2 separate regions of the Zea mays genome follow, and region 1 is linked to region 2. Evidence: chromatin contacts called from public Hi-C data. All regions are on one chromosome and are shown on one strand. The core of a region is the stretch at or near the end of the contact, and the rest is flanking DNA. Distances in the headings are between cores, read along the strand shown.

Region 1 (3,415 bases), core at 483-2,982, 41 kb before region 2:
ACTTTTGTTACACCATCATGCATAGATGTTGCAATGGATGAACGCCTAGAGCGATGTGTCATTTAGAATATGTACTATTGCAACTATATTATCCCCTAAGTCCTATTGAAGGACATGTTATTTGCTTTGCACAACTATGTATAAATTGTGGTGTAAGATAGAAAATGATAGCACCCCAACCTCATCCATTCTTGTTATTCCAGATGAACAATGGGACATATATCTTGAAGAATATGCTTGAGTTATGAGGGATAATGACTTTGACAGATGTCATCGTCAGGGGGAGCGAATGCTTATATTGATCACAATCGTGAGACAATAAATGGCATATTCTATGCCCTGAAGGCGTGAGCTTGATGATCAATATGTGAACCTTTATGGAACTTTCTATCAAATATATAGATCCAGTCGATCGAACACCATCAGTCAAAGTGGCTTATTTATATTGATACGTGCACTTACCTCGTATATCCTAGAAGTAAGTAGAGGTAAAGTTCCTAAAATAGTCCTTGCAAGGATATGCAATCCGTTTGCTAAATCTTTATGTGCATATACTTCCAGGAGAAGATGTTTTGCCTTATTGATACGATTTTGCAAGGATCAGGGGGAGCACATTTCTAAAGTTAGCCCTTATAGAAGATTCGATAGAATCTAGATCCCAGAGGATCGAAATCTGTCCCGATGACAGCTGTTGTACTCTTTTTCCCTTGGTGAGTTTTCTTAAAGTTTCTCACATGAGGTTTTTAACGAGGCAACAAAGTGCAAATGCAATTTGTATTACCATGCACTCTTTCTCCACATTTTTTCCACTGGGTTTTTCGGAGTTTTAACGAGGCATGTGTTGGTCGAGGTATTCGCCCAAGGGGGAGTGTTAAGTAACCCTAGTTAGGGTTATGTGGGCAAATACCTGCTTTGCCCCTGAGGGGTCTCACATCTCTATATAAGGAACCTGTACACCCCCTCATAATACAGAGAAGAGAAAGAGACCAGAGGCCCAACCCTACATCATATGTCTCGTGTGTTTCCTCTGTCGTGCTTATGGGAAGGGAGACGGGTTCTCTACAGTTTCTTGCGCCTCTACTGCTAACGGAAGGGAAGGGAGCGGATCTGGTGATCCGTGGTGTTTCTCTTGGAGTTGAGGGAGACGGACAAAGGCATCCAGGCTTTTTCCTCGAAATTCAGCCCAAGCGTTCCACCAAACCATTCAAGGTTTCAAATTCAACCAAAGCCTTCAGCATGCCCACCCACCCACCCACCCCCCCCCCCCCCCCCAAATTCTCCCGTTGGTGCGTGTTCGCCTGTTCGGTTAGCTAAAAACCGGTGGGGGCCTACATGAGTGCATGTATGGGAGCCATGTCAGCTCGTCATCGTCGCCATCGTCGTCCCCCTGATCAAGTGATGAAGCGAGTAGCGAGAGCTCCGGCCGCGCGCATTTCCTTTTTGTCGCAGGCCGCCATGCCCTGCCCCTGCCACGCGCACACGCATGGAGTCGTCCTTCCCTCCCTATAGTACCCCTGACGCCAGGAGGTGTAGGCGATCCAGCGACCGGGGTCCTTCTGCATGCATGCATGCTGGTGACGTCCACTCGCCGTACGCAACTAGCAGAGGCCGCGCGATGCCGACGCGTACGGCCTCCGATCCTTTGGCAGCGAGAGCGGGCGAGCACGGTGTGCACATGAGAAGACGACGACGACGTGCGGGACGGCGGGCCCCCGGGGGGCCGCCGCTAGCTGGGCCCTCGTGCGAACGCCAGCCCAACCCCCCCTGAAGGGCCCGTGAACAGTGCCCCCGATCGATGGACGGACGGACGGAACCCGCCGCCGGCCGCGCGCCGTTCGTTCCTACTGCAGCACGTACTATTTCTTTTCGTCGTCGGTCCAGCTGTACTGTACGTGCCTGTAACGTGCTGCGGCCGGGAACTCGTACAGTCGTGTGTAGGGTTTCAGTGTACGTACGTACGTACGCTACTGTGCGGGCTTTTTTTTTGCTGTTGGGTAATAAATAGAAAGGACTGGCGAGAATGGACCGCACGCAGGGCGGCAGGGGCAGGGGCCGCAGGGCAGGCCGACTGCTTTTGGCGCGCGCGCGCTCTGGCTACCTACCTACCTACCTGCTGACGCCACGGCCGCCGGCCGGCGACGGGGACCGTCGGCCCCAGAGCCGAGGACGACGACTAGGCGCCAGCCGGGCATGCATGCAGGGGTGCAGTGCAGCAACATCGATGCGATGCGGATGCGCCTAGTGCGTGCGCGCCTGCCCGGCTGCTCCCCGCCACACGGCGGCCGCTCTCCATCGCACGCCAGATGACGCCACGGCCAAAGCGACGGTGGCCGGTCGATGCATGGCGTGTATGGGCACATGCTTGCATAATGCATGATACTCGTTCCGCCGTTCGATACTATGCATCTCGTTCAAACGTCGGGTCAGGTTCAGATCGGATCATGGGCCATTAATCACGGCCCGTTTATCTAACCCGTGTCTAGTGCAGAGTCGGGTCAGGTGCTTCCTTTTTTACGTGTCGGATCGAGAGTTTTTAGGTTGAGCAAGTTTTTTTGGGTTGAGTCGGATTTTAGATCAAAAATCATGATTCGTATCTGATCTGTGAATTATTACGTATTAAAAAATTATAATTTATACCCGCCAGTTGCATTAGTCAGATCAAATTTTTTTAGACAGATCGGATTTGATTTATCCGATCAGGTGACCTATAATCAGGTCTACCGCATATAGGGCCGGCAGGCCGGGACGAATGAAGCATCGGCGCGAGAGCTCGGACGGACGGTCCGCCGGGCGGTGGCGCCGCTAGGTAAGTAGGTAGCTAGAGCGCTGCGCCAACCACGACGTAGCACATGCAATGGCACTCGCGGCCGTGGCGCTGCCGTCGTCCTCGATCGTCGGCCTGGTGTCTAGCTGCACGGAACCGCAGCCATGCAGACGATCTCGACCGTACGCCGTGTGTAGCCGGCCCCGGCCACTGCTGCCAACTGCCCAGTGATGACGACCCGGCCATGTCCGCCGTACGCACGGTCCTGCCCTCTCGATCGTACGCCGTGAGCAACAGGAGTTCTGTCCGGCGCTGGAGGTCGGTCCTTGTCCTGGCTAGAGCTAGCCCGCCCGCCGGTCACACGGATCGGATCTCTCCATCCACTCCCAGCTGTAATTTGTTTCCGCTGCATTTAATTGGTTTGGATTTGAAAATTGTTCACTGTACACTCACTGTTGCTGGATCCATCCGGAGTCTCCAGACAGCACACGGTAGATGATGATGATCTATATGTATGTATAGGCATTTTTTTTCTAAGGCCGTCATTATTTTCTATCACTCCTTCGAATTTCAAACTTTAGCGTGTAAACAATGTAAAATAAAGTAGTGTTTTTGTAGAGTCTGTTGAACGCAGTTCTCCTGCATGCATGT
Region 2 (3,794 bases), core at 1,191-3,690:
CATCTGGCTCGCCCCGGTAAACAAATAATGATGGGGCCCCGCATGCTCCATGACGACGACGGCTCTCAGCCCCTTACGGAAGCAAGGAGACGTCAGCAAGGATTCGACAGCCCCGACAGCTGTCCTTCCACAGGGCCCAAACGCTCCTCCGACGGCCACGACATCACATGAACAGGGTGCCAAAACCTCTCCGAATGCCACGACAGCATGTACTTAGGGCTCTAGCTCCTCTCTGCTAGACACGTTAGCACACTGCTACACCCCCATTGTACACCTGGACCCTCTCCTTACGCCTATAAAAGGAAGGTCCAGGGCTCTCATACGAGAAGGTTGGCTGCGCGGGAGAACGGACCGACGCATAAGGCTCTCGCTCTCTCTCTCTCTCCCACGCGAACGCTTGTAACCCCCTACTGCAAGCGCATCCATCCGCCCTGGGCGCAGGACAACACGAAGGCCGCGGGTTCCCCTTACTGTTCTCCCCCCTTTGTGTCCCGTCTCGCACCGACCCATCTGGGCTGGGACACGCAACGACAATTTACTCGTCGGTCCAGGGACCCCCCGGGGTCGAAACGCCGACAGTATTATTAATAAAGCCAGGCATTTGAACCTGCTTCATCTACCTCTACCAAACAGATGTGGATAGGACTTCTCTATTGTCCAATATGTTGATGACACTCTTTTGATAATGGAAGCTTGCCCAAAGCAGTTATTCTTCCTAAAAGGAATTCTCAATTCATTTGCAACATCAACCGGTCTCAGAGTGAACTACAACAAATCAAGCATGTATCCGATCAATGTTAACTCTGAGAAAATGGAGATTCTCTCAAGAACGTTCAATTGTCAGACCGGACCAATGCCATTCACCTACCTTGGTCTGCCATTGGGTCTTTCAAAGCCACGACTTCAGCATTTTCTTCCCCTGATACATAGAATTGAAAAGAGATTGTCCTATTCCTCTAAATGTTCATATTGTTTTATAAGTGGCTATGGAAAAACAAATGCCAACCAAAGCACAAAGTTTTCTACTGATTGTGGTTAAAAACAGACTTAACACAAGGAATATGTTGAGACGAAAGAACATGGCACTTGAGTCATATTCGTGTGAAAACTGCATTTGACAAAAGGAGGAAACTCTATATCACCTGTTTCTTAGATGTAACTTTGCAAAGGCCTGCTGGAATTCCATTGCTATGACCCCTCCTAGAATTGCTCATCCGGAAGAAGCCTCGGCTAACCTCAGGCAATAACTTAATATTCCTTTCTCTATGGAAATAATCATCCTCATGACATGGAGTATCTGGAAATGTCGAAATGCATGGATATTTAAAAACAAAGACCCAACAGTGCAACATTGCAAAAATAAATTCTCAAAGGAATTACTCCTGGTCATCTAGAGAGCAAGAGGAAAATATGACAATTCAATCCCAGACTGTCTTAATCAGTGGCAGTCTTAACCCTATAGCTCATTCGGTTTACCTTCTCAACTATTCAATTAGGATTCTCCTGTACATACACTACGCTGTAATTTACCATTATTAATACAAAATTTACAGTAGGAGTCTCTCCCTCCTGATCTTTAAAAAACCACTTGATCACCTTCTCCTTACGTTCAAAGGACAACACTATTACTTCGTTTGGATGTTGGAATTTGGTAGCAAGGAATCGAATAGATGTTGAATACCAAATCGCTAAAGATATTTAGCGCTCCCCTATCGATGCAACGCTGCTCGCTTGAGCCCCTCTATGCTCTACAGTACAAGGGCTATACACAGGAATCCGCGAAATTCGGCCTGAGGCTATCCGCAGCGGTTCTTCCTAATTTTTCCCTCTATATCACTTTTTTGCGTCACATCATCAACATTTCACCCCCTATTTTTTTCATCTCCCGCAGCGGTTCCCCCTATATTATCCCCTATACCCAACTAAAAATATAAAATATCATTATCTAACCATATTTATCTTTTATTACTATTTTTATCAATTATTAAATAGGGGAGCACTGTGCAAGGGGCGCTACAGTGCTCCCCTTGATCTGGGGGACGTGCGCGCCCTCTCCTTACGCTGCAGCGCGTAGGGGCTCTTTAGTGTCAGTCGCTGCGGGCCTAGAGATCCCGTACGTGAGAGACAGAGGAGGGGTCACGGCGTCGCAAGCGCTGCGGCCAGTCTGAGCAAACCAACCCTTTGTCTGAAATGTCGTGCGCGCGCATTATTTGTTAGTTAGGTAAAATAATATTTTATGGCTGAGGTAGGGAGCGGAAGAATTTAGGAGAAAACCCGTTGCAGAAAAGAGAAATGTAGGAGATAAAATCTGATGATGTTGCGCGCGGTGCCGCCACAAGCCCACAAGCTTGCGCAGCCTCCCTCCGCCCGTCCCTGGCGTCTACAAAAAGCCCTCGGCAGGTGGCGAGTGGAGACGCTCCCTCATACCTACCAGCCAAACCAAGCAAGCAGGGAATCCCCACAAGGCAGCAGATGGAAGCGAAAGGTGGCGGTGGCGCGGCGTGGCGCGGGCGCGGGCGCGGCTAGCTAGGCCGGCTCGTGTGCGTGCGCGAGGAGACAGCCACAGCCATACAGGGATGCTGCCTGCTTCGTGACCGTGCTGGTGGTGGTGGGCTGCAGCCTGCAGCTCGTATCACACGCCCACAGTGCAGGAAGGAGGGAGTGGAAGAAGAGAGAGGAAGTTGTTTTTAAAGGCAACAGCGAGTCCCGCTGCTGTCCCTCTCCTTCGCCACCTCCCTCCCTCACTCTCTTCCCTCCCTCTCGGAGGAGGAGAGAGAAGAGAGGGAGCCAGTCCAGCTCCAGCCAGCCGGACGCCCGGACCAACACCACCCCGCCTCCCCCTCCCCCCGCCCCACCGGCCCGCCCTCTCGCGCTGCCGTACCCACGGCCCCACGCACGTTCACAAGTCTCGTCGCCGCCGCAATGGAGTCCGGCGGTGGCGGGGACGACCAGCTGCACGGCCTCAAGTTCGGCAAGAAGATCTACTTCGAGGACGCCGCCGGCTCCAGCAGCGGCAGCAGCAGCGGCGGTGGCAGCGCGCCCGCGCCTCCAGCGACGCAGCAGCCGTCGCCGCCGGCCGCTTCGCCTAGGGCCCCGGCCGGCGGCGGCAGGAGGGGCAGGGCCGCGGCCGGCGGCGCGGGCCCCTCGACGGCGCCCGCGCCCGCGCGCTGCCAGGTCGACGGCTGCAACGTTGACCTCACCGACGTCAAGCCCGCCTACTACTGCCGCCACAAGGTGTGCAAAATGCACTCCAAGGAGCCCCGCGTCCTCGTCAACGGCCTCGAGCAGCGCTTCTGCCAGCAGTGCAGCAGGTCACCACCCAGCCCCGCCCCGCCATTGCTGCACAGTTGCACTCCCCCCCTCTTCCACCTCCACCTCTCATTCAATTGATTGTTTCCAGTTGTCACTTGTTGGTTGCATTCGCTCTGCAGTCTGCTCCCCCGTGTTTTTTTTTCCAGTCCCACTCCCTTCATTCACAGTCTAGGGTTTTAGGGAGGCTACCTAGACGAAGACCAGACGGTTTCAGGTCCATCATACCACGGACACGCTACAAAACTATAGATGCGCTAAACAGTGGGAGCTAGGGAAAGAAACTTGGCTCGGTTTGACGGAGCTTCCATCCCATTTCATCTATGGCGACGGCTTCTCCTCCTGAAGCTGAACAAGAACGAAGGAGGAAAAAAACAAAAGCTGCTTTGGCATTACTGCTACGCTTTAATGTTTCGCTTGAATGGTGCTCATGAGCACAGGTAGGTCTGATGGATGCTCCTCCTAAAAATATGATAGAGTGATGT

Evidence for each region. Hi-C and Micro-C count contacts between places; a contact is called where the count stands out from the background.
Region 1: a contact with region 2 is called in a Hi-C map of ear, with 4 times the contacts expected there. The contact joins the enhancer-like site here to the promoter of ub2 in region 2. A contact is called at or near these places in 5 of 25 Hi-C or Micro-C datasets (ear, leaf and tassel) and 1 of 3 datasets of contacts at active chromatin or transcription factors (leaf).

What each region holds. Positions count from the first base shown.
Region 1 is chr1:192,425,033-192,428,447 of Zm-B73-REFERENCE-NAM-5.0, reverse strand. No RefSeq gene overlaps it. Among protein-coding and RNA genes, the nearest start is that of ub2, 41 kb to the right of the region's middle. Within about 2 kb of position 1,732, at least 19 of the 20 cell types and tissues checked have an H3K27ac peak or open chromatin away from gene starts, as enhancers often do. A contact at or near this core is called in ear, leaf and tassel, where this site is marked.
Region 2 is chr1:192,384,205-192,387,998 of Zm-B73-REFERENCE-NAM-5.0, reverse strand. It overlaps ub2 (unbranched2), which reads left to right and starts at 2,440. Exons shown (of 3, transcript NM_001362255.1): 1 at 2,440-3,311. The coding sequence starts at 2,923.